2 separate regions of the Mus musculus genome follow, and region 1 is linked to region 2. A link is a contact called in public promoter capture Hi-C data. All regions are on one chromosome and are shown on one strand. Each heading gives the region's core, a stretch centred on a gene start, on an enhancer-like site or on the middle of the called end of the contact. The rest is flanking DNA. Distances are from core to core; before and after follow the strand shown. Region 1 has its middle 8.2 kb from the start of Gm5091. Region 2 holds the start of Dll1 (delta like canonical Notch ligand 1).

What was found. Promoter capture Hi-C pulls out the DNA fragments that hold promoters and counts their contacts.
Region 1: a promoter capture Hi-C map of embryonic stem cells shows a contact between it and region 2, with 14 read pairs. The contact joins the enhancer-like site here to the promoter of Dll1 in region 2. A contact is called at or near these places in 12 of 39 promoter capture datasets (the HPC-7 cell line, cranial neural crest, embryonic stem cells and 3 more), 18 of 484 Hi-C or Micro-C datasets (the HPC-7 cell line, the N1E-115 cell line, brown adipocytes and 6 more), 25 of 115 datasets of contacts at active chromatin or transcription factors (craniofacial prominence, embryonic forebrain, embryonic hindbrain and 9 more) and 4 of 9 other capture datasets (adipose tissue, embryonic stem cells, liver and 1 more).

What each region holds. Positions count from the first base shown.
Region 1 is chr17:15,245,906-15,252,019 of GRCm38.p6, reverse strand. No RefSeq gene overlaps it. Among named protein-coding and RNA genes, the nearest start is that of Gm5091, 8.2 kb to the right of the region's middle. Within about 2 kb of position 4,044, at least 92 of the 459 cell types and tissues checked have an H3K27ac peak or open chromatin away from gene starts, as enhancers often do. A contact at or near this core is called in the N1E-115 cell line, cortical neurons, craniofacial prominence and 9 more, where this site is marked.
Region 2 is chr17:15,374,302-15,380,109 of GRCm38.p6, reverse strand. Dll1 (delta like canonical Notch ligand 1) reads left to right here and starts at 4,287. Exons shown (of 11, transcript NM_007865.3): 1 at 4,287-4,923; 2 at 5,151-5,444. The coding sequence starts at 4,870.

The DNA.
Region 1 (6,114 bases), core at 2,795-5,294, 130 kb after region 2:
TATATACATATATATATATATATAGAGAGAGAGAGAGAGAGAGAGAGAGATGAGAACCAGGATCCTACTATATCCTAGAGGGTAGAACCTGCTGGATAGAACAGCCTTGAGGAGGGAAATGGTGACACAGAAATCAAGCATGCAGCTGAGCAGTGCCAAATTCCCAGGAGTCTCATTTGGGCTCCTGTCTGCCCTCCAAGAGGTCTGTATGTTGGAGTCACAACAACAGCAGAGTTCTGTCCCATGTTCCAGCAGCAGCTGAACATGGCAGCCTGTGATTTGAGCTGCAGACAGTACAGGGGAGTACACACAGACATGCATTACTTCCTTAAGTCCAGCTAGGATACAGGAAAGTCGAGTTATACCACACCCTGCCTTTAGAACAGAATTCTGTAGAACATCCCCAAGTACAGGTAGTCAGCCCTCCACTGACCACTGAGTCCATGAAATGGGCATGTCTGGTAGTTTCAGCCCCTGAAATATTTGCTACCAACTGTGGCAGCGCTATTGATTGGTACAAGAGCCTTTCCCAGGATTTCAGGGACTATCAGAAAGAACTCTTACTACACAGTTATTTTCAGACATATAATTAGCCGAAAGTATGGCACAGTGTACACATAAACATTTAGATCTTGGGACTTCCTAGGATCGCTGAGAATTCTGAGTTAATCACTCCCCAGTTATAGCCCCAGAGAGAAGTTATGTCCATTTTTTGAGAAGACATGAGGGACCTTGGGGGATGTTCTTCTTAATCAAGGTTCCTCTACATGAAAAATTTGAGAAGATGTTAAGGGACCCAAGGATGATCATCCATGAGTGGAATCTTTTTTCACACTACAATACCACATAAATCTTCCTTCCTACTTAGTCGTGCCTAAGGCTGAGCCACCTCCCTCTGAGACCACCGTGACCCCTCCTATATATAATCTCTCTACTTCTCCATCTATCTCTATATCTAGAGATATATGTGTATATCTAGATCTAGATATTTTGTTTGTTTAGGTTTAGGACTTATGTGGCATCACTAAATCTTTTATTTTCTATTATTTCCCAAAGGGAGTTGGAACTCTTCTAAACTCCCCATCCCCCACCTTAATAGACACAGTATTGACTACTATAAACTGCTGAAGGGCCTGCAGCCAAAAGACAGGATAGCCTTCCTCCCTGTGGTCCGATATGTGGCTTGCCCTCTGCTTTACTTGGGCCTGCCTCAATTTCCCATCTGTCAAATGGGGAGATGCTGGGGCCCATCTCTTTGAGCTTTGTATGATTAGATAGGTTAACCTGATTATCTGCAGTTAGTTCTTTCAATTTCTAGCTTAGTGAAATGTGATCTCTTCTCCCTTGTGCTAGATGGAGACCTGAAAACCAGAGGCTGCTCCTTCCTTCTGCCTACATATGAGGCTGTAGATAGAATGCAGGTGTGAAAGACAGGTCAGGACTGGAGGTTCGGAGGTGAAGAGTCTGTGTTGTTCTTGCAGAGGACCCAGGTTTGGTTCCCAACACCCACATGGTAGCTCACACTTCCCTGTGACTCCAGTTACAGGGATCCAATGCCTTCTTATGATCTCCAGGGCCCTGCATACAAAGTACACAACAGATACAGAATATAAAAATAATTCAAAAAAAGACAGAGGTCAGAATAGGACTGAGTGAACAAAGACCTTGTCCCTTGACTATTGGTCGCCACCCTAGGGAGTCTTTCCTGTGGAGATCATTGCAGCATGGAGACCTCCATCACCTGCCCCTGCACACCCAGGGTGCTGTCTTTCTAAACTGGACTCTCTAATAACCCATGCTTTTAGCATCCCATTTCAACTTTAATCTGTTCCCTGGGAGGAGTCTTCCCTTTGAATCAGCATTTAAATTAGTTCCAACTGTCATCATGCCTGAACATATAGGTAGACAACCTCTTCCTTGGCGATAGGGTCTCTAATGTCCCCTACTTTCTTGAAACTCAAAGCAAGAACACTTATAAAATCAATTAGCTCTGCAAAGTGTCCCATCCCAAAGTCTCCACCAAGAACTCAGATGCCTCCTGGTTATTTGATATCTGAGCCAAACCTCCTGACTTCATGTGAAGTTCTTGTGCCTGTATAGAAGGCCAGTGTGGTGGTGGTGGTGGTGGTGGGGTGGACCCCCAGTAAGGAGGGAACCAATAGCTTGCTGTTCACAGGTGGCTTGATGGCTGAACATGTAGTACAGTTCTATAAAAGTGACAGGAAGCATGGCGTTTGACTACAAACTATTAGTCTAGTGACTGTATGCAAGAAGAGAGGAACATTTCCCGGATGGTGCTAGGGGAGAGACTGTTCACATCTCTGAGGGCTGGCTCCAGGATGGAACTACAAGCCCTAGCTGGGGATGTGGGCTGTCCTGTGTTCGGTGCAGCTATTTTCTCACATGACAAACCCAGGGAGGTGACAGCCTTAACCCCACAGGGTCATCAGTAGGCAGACATACCATCACCCTGTCAACAGTCTTCCAAGTATAAGATATGACAGTGAAGAGCAGTGAATAGCAGCACCCTCACTGCAAGTCTGAGCATGGAGATGGTGTTCCAGTGGAACACCACGCAGAGTTCCTTCTCCTTAGAGGCACTGGGAGCCCCCCACATCAGCAAGTCCCAGATTTTAGCCTCTGTTCAGAGGAAGACAGAGCCCAGGCGCTCAGAAGAGGGTGGCTTTGGGGTGGAGGCAGTGCCCTTTCGCTGACACGTTTATTGGGTTACTATGTCAAGCACCTGTTTTGTCTTTGGGAGAACTGAGCTGGAGGCCTCCAAAGGCCATCTCTTAAGCCAGGCCTTCGAGTCCCACCTAAAGTCAACAGAGGAGACAAGGAAGCACCAATAGAGTGTTTTCTTTTCAGTGGTCGAAATGCCCAGAGCCCACTGTTTTCCACCAAGCTCTGGCAGAGCATAACCTTTCTGAGACTATCAGTAACCGTTCAATTAGCCTCAGGAAACTAGAGCTTTGCAGACAGACCTCAAGAAGTTCACGTGGCTACGCTTTCCGCACGGGCTGATCCTTGCTCGGGAGTTGGTAATAATGCCAGGCCACACCACTGCCCCTTTTAAAGATCAACCATAATATCTCAGAAGCTCAGGGCAAGCTGCCTGTTTGGCATCATCACAACACTCTCAGAAATGTTCTAATTGATATATATATATATATATATATATATATATATATATATATATATATTCTTCTGTCTTCTGCAGTCATCCCTACAACTTGAAAAGTAAACTTTTCTCTTTGTACTTAACTGACTTGAGGCAAGAAGAGCTAGGAGCATTGCGGGGCTGCTGTTGTCTGGTCCAGAGGCGGGTCATCCTGTCCTGCCTCTCTTTTATGTGACATTCTCTTTGTGAACAGGTGTGAGGGCCCAGCTTTGAAACTCGAGCCTGCAGCCTGGCCTGGAGCAGGGGAACCAGGGGCCTGGGGCAGCTGCTGTGCCTCCCCTTCAATCCCTGCGTTCCCTCAACCTCCTTCTCCCCTTCTTTGGCTTCCTCTCATCCTCCCACCCTCCCCCTTTGTCTTCTGTTCCTCCTTGTCTTTGTCCTTCACTACTCTCCTTCTTGATCCTCCTCCCTCCCCCTCCCCTTTCTCTGCTCTCTCACCTCCCCCTGCTCCTCCCCCTGACCCCCCTTCCCCTGTTCCTGCCACTGGAGCATCAGCCTGGCAGAGGCTGGGAGCAGGAGCAGGCCAGGCTCACTGCACCGCGTGAGAGCAACTCTGAGGACCTGTCTGGCCCAGGGTCAGGAGGTCATAGAGGTGGGCGGGGCCCGGGCAGCAGATTGGGAGCCCCCTGCCCCAGCAGCGTCATTTAGACAAACAAGCAGATGGCAGGTGTCAATGGGGACAAAGAGCCATCTGCGCAGCGAGGCTGCCCCACTGTCTCTCACAGGGACTTCATTAAGCCCGACGTCAGATAGCTGTGCTTCAGTCAGAACCAGCAGGGCCCTCGCTGGCTAGAAGAGGGGCTGTAGCTCTGAGCTCTACCCAGCGCTATGCCTGCCAGGCCAGACACAGGCCACAGGGGCGGGGCCTGTGTGTTCACAGTAGGGCTCCTGTCTGCTTTCAAAGGGCCAGCCTTGCCGACTGTGGTAACCTAATGGCTGCCAGAGGCAGGTCTGGTGATGGAATTTAGCATCTCAATGGCTCCCCCTCTAGCATCCATGGCTGCTTTCCGGATACCGGTCCTTGCACCGATGCTCTCAGGTAGCAGCACAGCAAAGCCCTAGATATACAAAGCTGGTACTGGGCTAAGGATCAGTAGAGTTGTACAGCTCCCCAGGAGAATGGGATCCGAGGCCATGGTCCAGGCAGCTCTTGCGGGGTGGGGGGTGGGGGGGGCGGGCAAGAATGATGTAGCCATCCTGAATCTTCCTAGCTAGTCACGTGGGGGAGGTTCTGGATTTGGGCATTGGTGAGAAAGGGCCCCAATCCAAGTGTCACCTTGGCCAATGTCTCTTCATTCAGGATGGAAAGGTTAAGTACCGATGCTGGTTGGTTTTTATAAACTTGACAAAAACCTGGACTTAACAGGGAAGAGAGAATCTTATTTTTTTTTCTATTTTTTACACTCCATATTTTATTCCCCCTCCCCATCCACCCTCCAACTGTTCCACATCCCATACCTCCTCCCCACCTCCTTGTCTTCATGTGGATGTCTCCACCTCCCTACCCCACCTGACCTCTAAATTCCCTGGGGCCTCCAGTCTCTTAAGGGTTAGGATGAGAGAATCATAACTGAGAAAATGGCCTCACAGATTGGCCTGTAGTCAAGTGTCTGACGTTATTGACTTGATTCGTGATTGACATGGGAGGGCCCAGCTCACTGTGGGCAGTACCAGTCCTGGGCAAGTGGTTACGGGTGGTATAAGAAAGCAAGCTGAGCAAGCTTCCTGCACAATTACAATCAGAAATCTGGGCAAGAGCAGCCAGTGAGCAAGACAGGGATGTGTGTAAGTTCAACCGCTCCTCTCCTACTAGACACCCACACATTTCAGTGTGAGATTATAGCCTCTGCCAACCTCTCTCTCTCTGTGTGTGAGGAAGATAGCAAGACAACCTCACATAGGTTGCACCTGAGGAGGTGACGTGGACCCAAGGATAGCAATACAACCTGTTGCCATTGAGGAAGGAAACACGTGGCCATACCTTCTAAAGTATTCTGGGAAGAGTGTAGGATGATCAGGGTGAGACATGCTCCTGGCAAGGGTCTGGGTAAATACTGGGAAACTGTGGACAGAACACAGAACGGTGTGGAGCCCCTGGAGGGGGGTGGCTTATGGATGATCCCTGGGCTCTGGTGCTAGAAACTGGAGGGACTCATGAAGAAGAGATAAGGGAGGTGGCAGAAGAGACAGAGGGTGCCATTGTGCAGAGCTGTAAGCCATGGGAAAGGTTGCATTTCATTTTAAATGTACAGATCAGTGAACAGGCCTTTTAGATAAACTTCATGAGAATATAGCTTGACTTGTCATGTAAAGGGCTCTTAGGACCATAACACAGGCACTACACTAATCCAATCAGGATACCATTGCCCCACAGAAAACCTCCATCTATTACCTACCCATCTCCAGTCTTCTCAAACCATACCCTCCGAAATGAGCACTGTACATTTTATGTAAATGAGGTCCCAAGACCTGGGCTTTTATGTTCGCTTTCTTCCAGTCAGCTATGTGTGGGAGACTAATGTTGTGTCACATGCTAACACATCATTGGCTTTTCCCGATACACAGTGTTTCATTGCTCTCTTGGTGATGAATAATGAAGCAATTGGAGCCCTTTGATTATAAATAGTGATACTGTCTGTATTTATGTGGATATGCTTTTCCACTTTTTTTTTCTTCTGAGACAAGGTCTCATTCTATATCCTAGGCTAGCCTCAAATTCATAGAGAATCTTCCTGCTTCAGTCTCACAGGTGCTGAAGTGACAGACAAAAGCTTCCAGGTCTGGTTGTGTTTTTATTTGTCCTTCATAGATACCTAGGAATTCAATTTTTGGCTCATGGGATAACTTCACATTTGTCCTTTGAGGAGCTGTCAAACTATGACAGGTTTTAAGCAGGAATGTCTTAGTTAGGGTTTTACTGCTGTGAACAGACA
Region 2 (5,808 bases), core at 3,038-5,537:
TACAGGCTTCCTTTCCACGTCAACGCAAGGACTTTTTCCCCCTAATATTTTAACTGCTTTTGATTCTAAAACTGGCTGCGGAAAATGGACAGAAGGGCTGTTGGGCAAGATGTGATACTAGAACTAATTAATACACAGGCTCCTCCTCCTCCTCCTCCTCCTCCTCCTCCTCCTCCTCTTCCTCCTCCCCTCAAGCAAGCTGGCATGTTTGATCAACACCAGATTTGCTGCTTGGAAGTTTCAGTTTTGTTGTTCCGAACAAGGATCCTAATTCTTAGGACTGAGAGAACCCTCTGTTGTGTATACAGTGTTCAGTGGGTCTGAGAAAACACAAATCCCGCTCAAGTCTCCAGATTTGTTTACACAGAAAACTGAACCTGTGCTTGGCCTAGTCTGAAAACTGTTTGGGAGTTATGCATGGATACTGCCCTGTCTGCAGCCACGGTTAACTCTGTATCTTGAGAAGTGAGCCTTTTAGGTGTGTGCATGAAGGAATTGGGTCAGGACTAGGTGACCTGTGCTGAGGATGGGCACGACTAATTCAATAAAATTGTGCCTGGGAGTTTTTATTACCACATGGACCAGTAAAATACAGAAAACAATCAGGATCAATAACAGACAGAACTCCAGATGCACTTGTTGTGGCTTTAATTCTGATTATTATGCAACCTGAGTCTGCCCTATCCACCCATTGCAATTATTCAGATTGGGGCTGGGGGGGGGGGGCATGTGGAAAAAAATCAACACTACCACCAGACAACAAATACTTCCTTCTAGTCCTGTATCTGATGTATTCGGTGTCTCCTCAGCTCTAATGAGCCACACTTTGTACAGTAAATTTGCTGAAACATCAAAAAGCATTTAAAAGAAAGTTTCCTTCTTTCTTCTAATGGTGAAGGTGAGGATTTATGGTGTGTGGGGAGGGGAAATCTGTTGGCTAGGCCAACATTCAGGCAAATCTATTTAACATACTCTGGCTTAAGCTCCCTCCTGCATTTGGGGGGTTCTGAGTGCTTAGCTGTGGGAGTATAGAGACATGCAGTTAGGGAGTGAAAAAACGCCATTTGGTTCGGAGCAGATGGCTGGCTAGGGGGCTGATGGCGTCTAAAGGCGTGTCATCCCCCTCCCGGCTCGAATCCCTAAGGGCTCCCCTTGTCTTCCCAATCAATGAAAATTAAAGTGCAAAGAAAGGATGAATAGCTGGACCTCGAGTCTGTCCTTTGTTCCTCTCAGCTACTGGTACGCAGGAGTTAAACTACAACAGGCTCCTATAGAATCACTGAAGTTAAACAGTCTCCCCGTTAGCTCTGTGTTTGAAAGAGAAGGGAATAGGAACCAACTTAGGGGTGGACGATTGAGAATGGGGAAACAGGAGGATGAGGAGGAGGAAGAAGAAGAGCAGAAGGAGTAGGAGGGAGGAAAAAAAGAGCTTTCTGCTTGATTTCCCCAATACAGAATGGTGTGGCATAAATTAAGTTGGAAAAGAATGAATGCGTTGGGCAGGATTCTGATGGATTTTACGATGCCTTTCAGAACTGCTTTGCCACTGTAATCGAGAAATCTGTGCCATGTCAATTTAACAAATACTTAATACTAAGGGGGGTTTGTTCAAGATTTGGGACAAGTCCACCCCTCTCAGGGTCTAAGCCCTTGCGCGTGAAACTTTTCATTTCCAGTTTTCTAAACAGGCATTCAAACAAGCCTGGTTTCCACTTCCATCTTCTAATTAAAAGGTTCCTGATATTTCATTTCTTCTTGTAATCTCGAAGGCACAGAGGAGTCTGCATCTGACCTTGTTTCTTTTCTTCTTTGAATCCCCTCTGCTGTAGGAACCCCCTGTCACCTGAGTCCCACTCCCAAGTCCCAACAGAGAGCAGCTTCAGAGCTCTGAGAAACAGAGTTCTCAGAAAGTAACTTTCCCAGGAAACATTAGCTAGTGAAAAAGGAATCCTAACACTAGGTGGCAAGATTAAGTTAGGATTCAAGCTAGCCCAGCCTTGTGGTGATGTAGCAAATCCCTACACAGTTTACAAAGGACAGGGACTGTTTTTGCCACGGCCATGGGGGTGTGCCTTAGGGGTGTCAGTATCTTTTGAAGCCTCCATTTGTTCTATAATAAACAGGTTTTTTAAAAAGTGGGATCTAACCCTGCCTTTCTCACCTCAGCCTTGAGTATTATACACATGGCTTTTTGGTTAACTCTTTGATTGTCTGTGAGTTGGCGATGACGACGTGAAGTGCAGAAATTCCTGTTGATTCTGAAACTTTGAAAGTGTTTGGGAGACAGGGTAGCAGTAGGCAGGCTGGGTCATCAGAAAAGGAGCTGTAATTTCAGTTGCCAGATGGCCCAACACAGATGATTCTGCCCAGTAACTGCTAGATTCTTGTTAGCAGTGTTTCTCTGGGCATGCGAAGGTTTTCCTCTCTTTCTGTGCATTATATACATCTTGCTCCAGATACTGGCCTAAATGATCAAGCTACTCTGCCAGGACAGGGCTCATTCTCACCAACAGGACAGCAACACCTACAGTGAGGACACCTGTCAGGTACACCCTAGGGGCTGTGCTACAATCAAAGGAACACTAGCTCCAAGAATCACACCTCGGGATTCTAATGAAGCTGCCTAGGTGGTGGGGGTGGAGTAAAGAGGCCCCTCTAAAGATGGGAATATACAGCTCATGGCATGCTCAACACAAAGCTAGGTGCTAAGTCAGAGACTATATCTCCATTTACTTTTCTCTGGAGCTTGTAACCAGGGGAGCCGTTTAGGTAATTCATTGTGATACGTGTGTCCTGGGCCCTCCCAATAAACTCATTTCCCTTAAAAAAAAAAAAAGAAAAAAAAGAAAACAAAAGTTCTAGTGTCTGATGGATGTGTAAAAACCTAATAAGGTGACGGTTGTGTAAAGGTTATGTGTTGGGGGGTGAGGTGGGGGGAGTCTTTCAAACATGTGCCGGACATTGTCGCAGAGGCCGCGGCGTGCGCGGAGGGGAGCTCTTTCTCTCCGCATTGTGCAGAGAGCAGGTGCTGTCTGCATTACCATACAGCTGAGCGCACAAAGAGCCACTGATTCAGCCTCGCACAATAACAGACTGCCTTAATGACAGCCACGCGAACGACACACACCAAACTCACTTTTTACCAAGCAGAGGGAGGCCTGAGGGGAATACCCAGGAGAGTGGGACCGGACACCAGTGAAGGTGGTGTTGGTTGAAAATCTCCCGGGAGAGGGTGTGTACACCGGGAAAGGGGTAAGCTTAGCTTTTGGCTCTGCTGGCTCAGGGAATACACTATCCGGACCCCAATTCCCCATTTCCAGTGATCGTGGACAACACGGAGACAGCAGCGCTCCGGGACACTGCGGTGTCTGGGGGTGTCCGGCCCGGATCGCTAGCCCATCGGCACTCTCCGAGGCTCAATCGCCAGGCTTCACCAGAGGTATAAGCGTGCCTAACCTCCCCAAACTTCCCAAACTGCCGGGGTGCTCTTGCCACCCTTTGCCCACCTCTTCAAGGGTCCCTTTCCTACCGGGCACCCCGCCCCCGCCCCCTCCGGGAGACTCCTCCTTAGAAAGAGGCTGCCAGGGAGGAGGGGCAGCAGCAGGGACGCGGGCCTCTAACCTCTCCCCGGTTCCTCAGTCCCTAGGACTGAACAAACGAGGAGAGCCTAGGCGGCTAGTGTTGGAAACGCCAAGGTCCGGAGGCCGCGTCCTGCGAGCGAGTCTAGCGGTGACCGCGAGTGGGAGGCTCAGGCCGCCCAGCGTGCCTAGGGTCTTCGGGCCTGTGGCGGTGGGGCGGTGGGCGACGCGGCCTCAGCTCCAGCTCCGGGAGCAGAGCGGTTCGTCTCCGGGAACGTTTTGCAGGAATGTAAATGAGCGGGTTTTGCGCTGGGGGAGGGAGGCGAAGGGGCGAGGGCGGAGGCAGAGAGGACTAGGGGGCGGGGAGGTGGGGGGCGGGGAGGAGGGTTGCACATTTTACAGCTCACTGACCATTTGGCGATCCATTGAGAGGAGGGTTTGGAAAAGTGGCTCCTTTGTGACAGCTCTCGCCAGATTGGGGGGCTGCTCATTTGCATCTCATTAGTTATGCGAGCGGCCGGCAGGATTTAAGGGTGGCAGGCGCCAGCCCGGGCCAGATCCTCCGGCGTGCACCCGCGGTTACCCTGTCTGACCAGGGCAGGTCACGGGAGAGCACCGGTGCGGCACGGAGCCTCCCACGCTTCGGCCTCCGGTCCTCGGTGTGTGTTCTCGCATGGCATTGGCTGAATTCTTGAGGAAGACGCGAGGCTTGGCGATAGTGCAAGAGATACCGGTCTAGAACACTCTGGGAGCGGCAGCGGCTGCCGAGTGACGCCGGGCCGGGAAACCAGGGCGCGCGCCGCAGTCCTTGCCACCACCGTTCCCACCGCGCCCCTCGGGGCCCCGGATTATCGCCTCACCGGTGGGATTTCCAGACCGCCGCTTCCTAATAGGCCTGCGAAGGAAGCCACTGCAAGCTCTCTTGGGAATTAAGCTGAACATCTGGGCTCTCTTCCCTCTGTGTCTTATCTCCTTTCTCCTCTTTCCCTCCGCGAAGAAGCTTAAGACAAAACCAGAAAGCAGGAGACACTCACCTCTCCGTGGACTGAAAGCCAGACGAAGAGGAAACCGAAAGTTGTCCTTTCTCAGTGCCTCGTAGAGCTCTTGCCGGGGACCTAGCTGAAGGCACCGCACCCTCCTGAAGCGACCTGGCCCTGATAGCACACCTGGAGCCGAGAGACGCCTTTCCGCCAGTACTCCTCGGGTCATATAGACTTTCCTGGCATCCCTGGGTCTTTGAAGAAGAAAGAAAAGAGGATACTCTAGGAGAGCAAGGGCGTCCAGCGGTACCATGGGCCGTCGGAGCGCGCTAGCCCTTGCCGTGGTCTCTGCCCTGCTGTGCCAGGTAGGGGGCCGGGCGGGGCTGCTGCGCGGTGGAGGGAGGGGAGTCGGACCAGCCGATCAGCTGTCCATCCCCAAGTGACTCCGGCAGCGACGACCCCGAGAGCTGCCCGGCAGCGGGCAGCTCCGGATGGGCGCTGAGGTGCGCTCGGCCTCTGCGTCCTAGCAAGGGCCCGCGCGCCCCCGGGTCCCTCCGCCGCCGGCGCGACCTCACGCCCCTTCCCCGCGCAGGTCTGGAGCTCCGGCGTATTTGAGCTGAAGCTGCAGGAGTTCGTCAACAAGAAGGGGCTGCTGGGGAACCGCAACTGCTGCCGCGGGGGCTCTGGCCCGCCTTGCGCCTGCAGGACCTTCTTTCGCGTATGCCTCAAGCACTACCAGGCCAGCGTGTCACCGGAGCCACCCTGCACCTACGGCAGTGCTGTCACGCCAGTGCTGGGTGTCGACTCCTTCAGCCTGCCTGATGGCGCAGGCATCGACCCCGCCTTCAGCAACCCCATCCGATTCCCCTTCGGCTTCACCTGGCCAGTGAGTGGGCACCTGCGCGCACTCGGCTGGGTCTGGAGGGGTAGGGGTGGCTGGTTGGTGGTTGGCAGTGGGAAGAAGGCAAGGGCCACTGATAAGGGTTGGGGAATCCCACAAAGACACGCCTGAGGTCTTGACTTCTTACTGGGAACTGACTGGCAGTTGAGGAGGGGGTGTGGAACCCCAGAGGCTTTTGCAAGCCCTGGGCATTTCTCACACACCTCCTACTTACCTGAAAGGTCGAATGCTTCCCTCCCCTACCCCCAAAGTTGGGAGAGTTCTTGTCCCCTAGCTCTTAGGCCTTGGTTGGGTTGCTACCAGTGCTGGGGCTGCTCTCCATCCTCGAGGTTCCACCCCCAGAAAACAA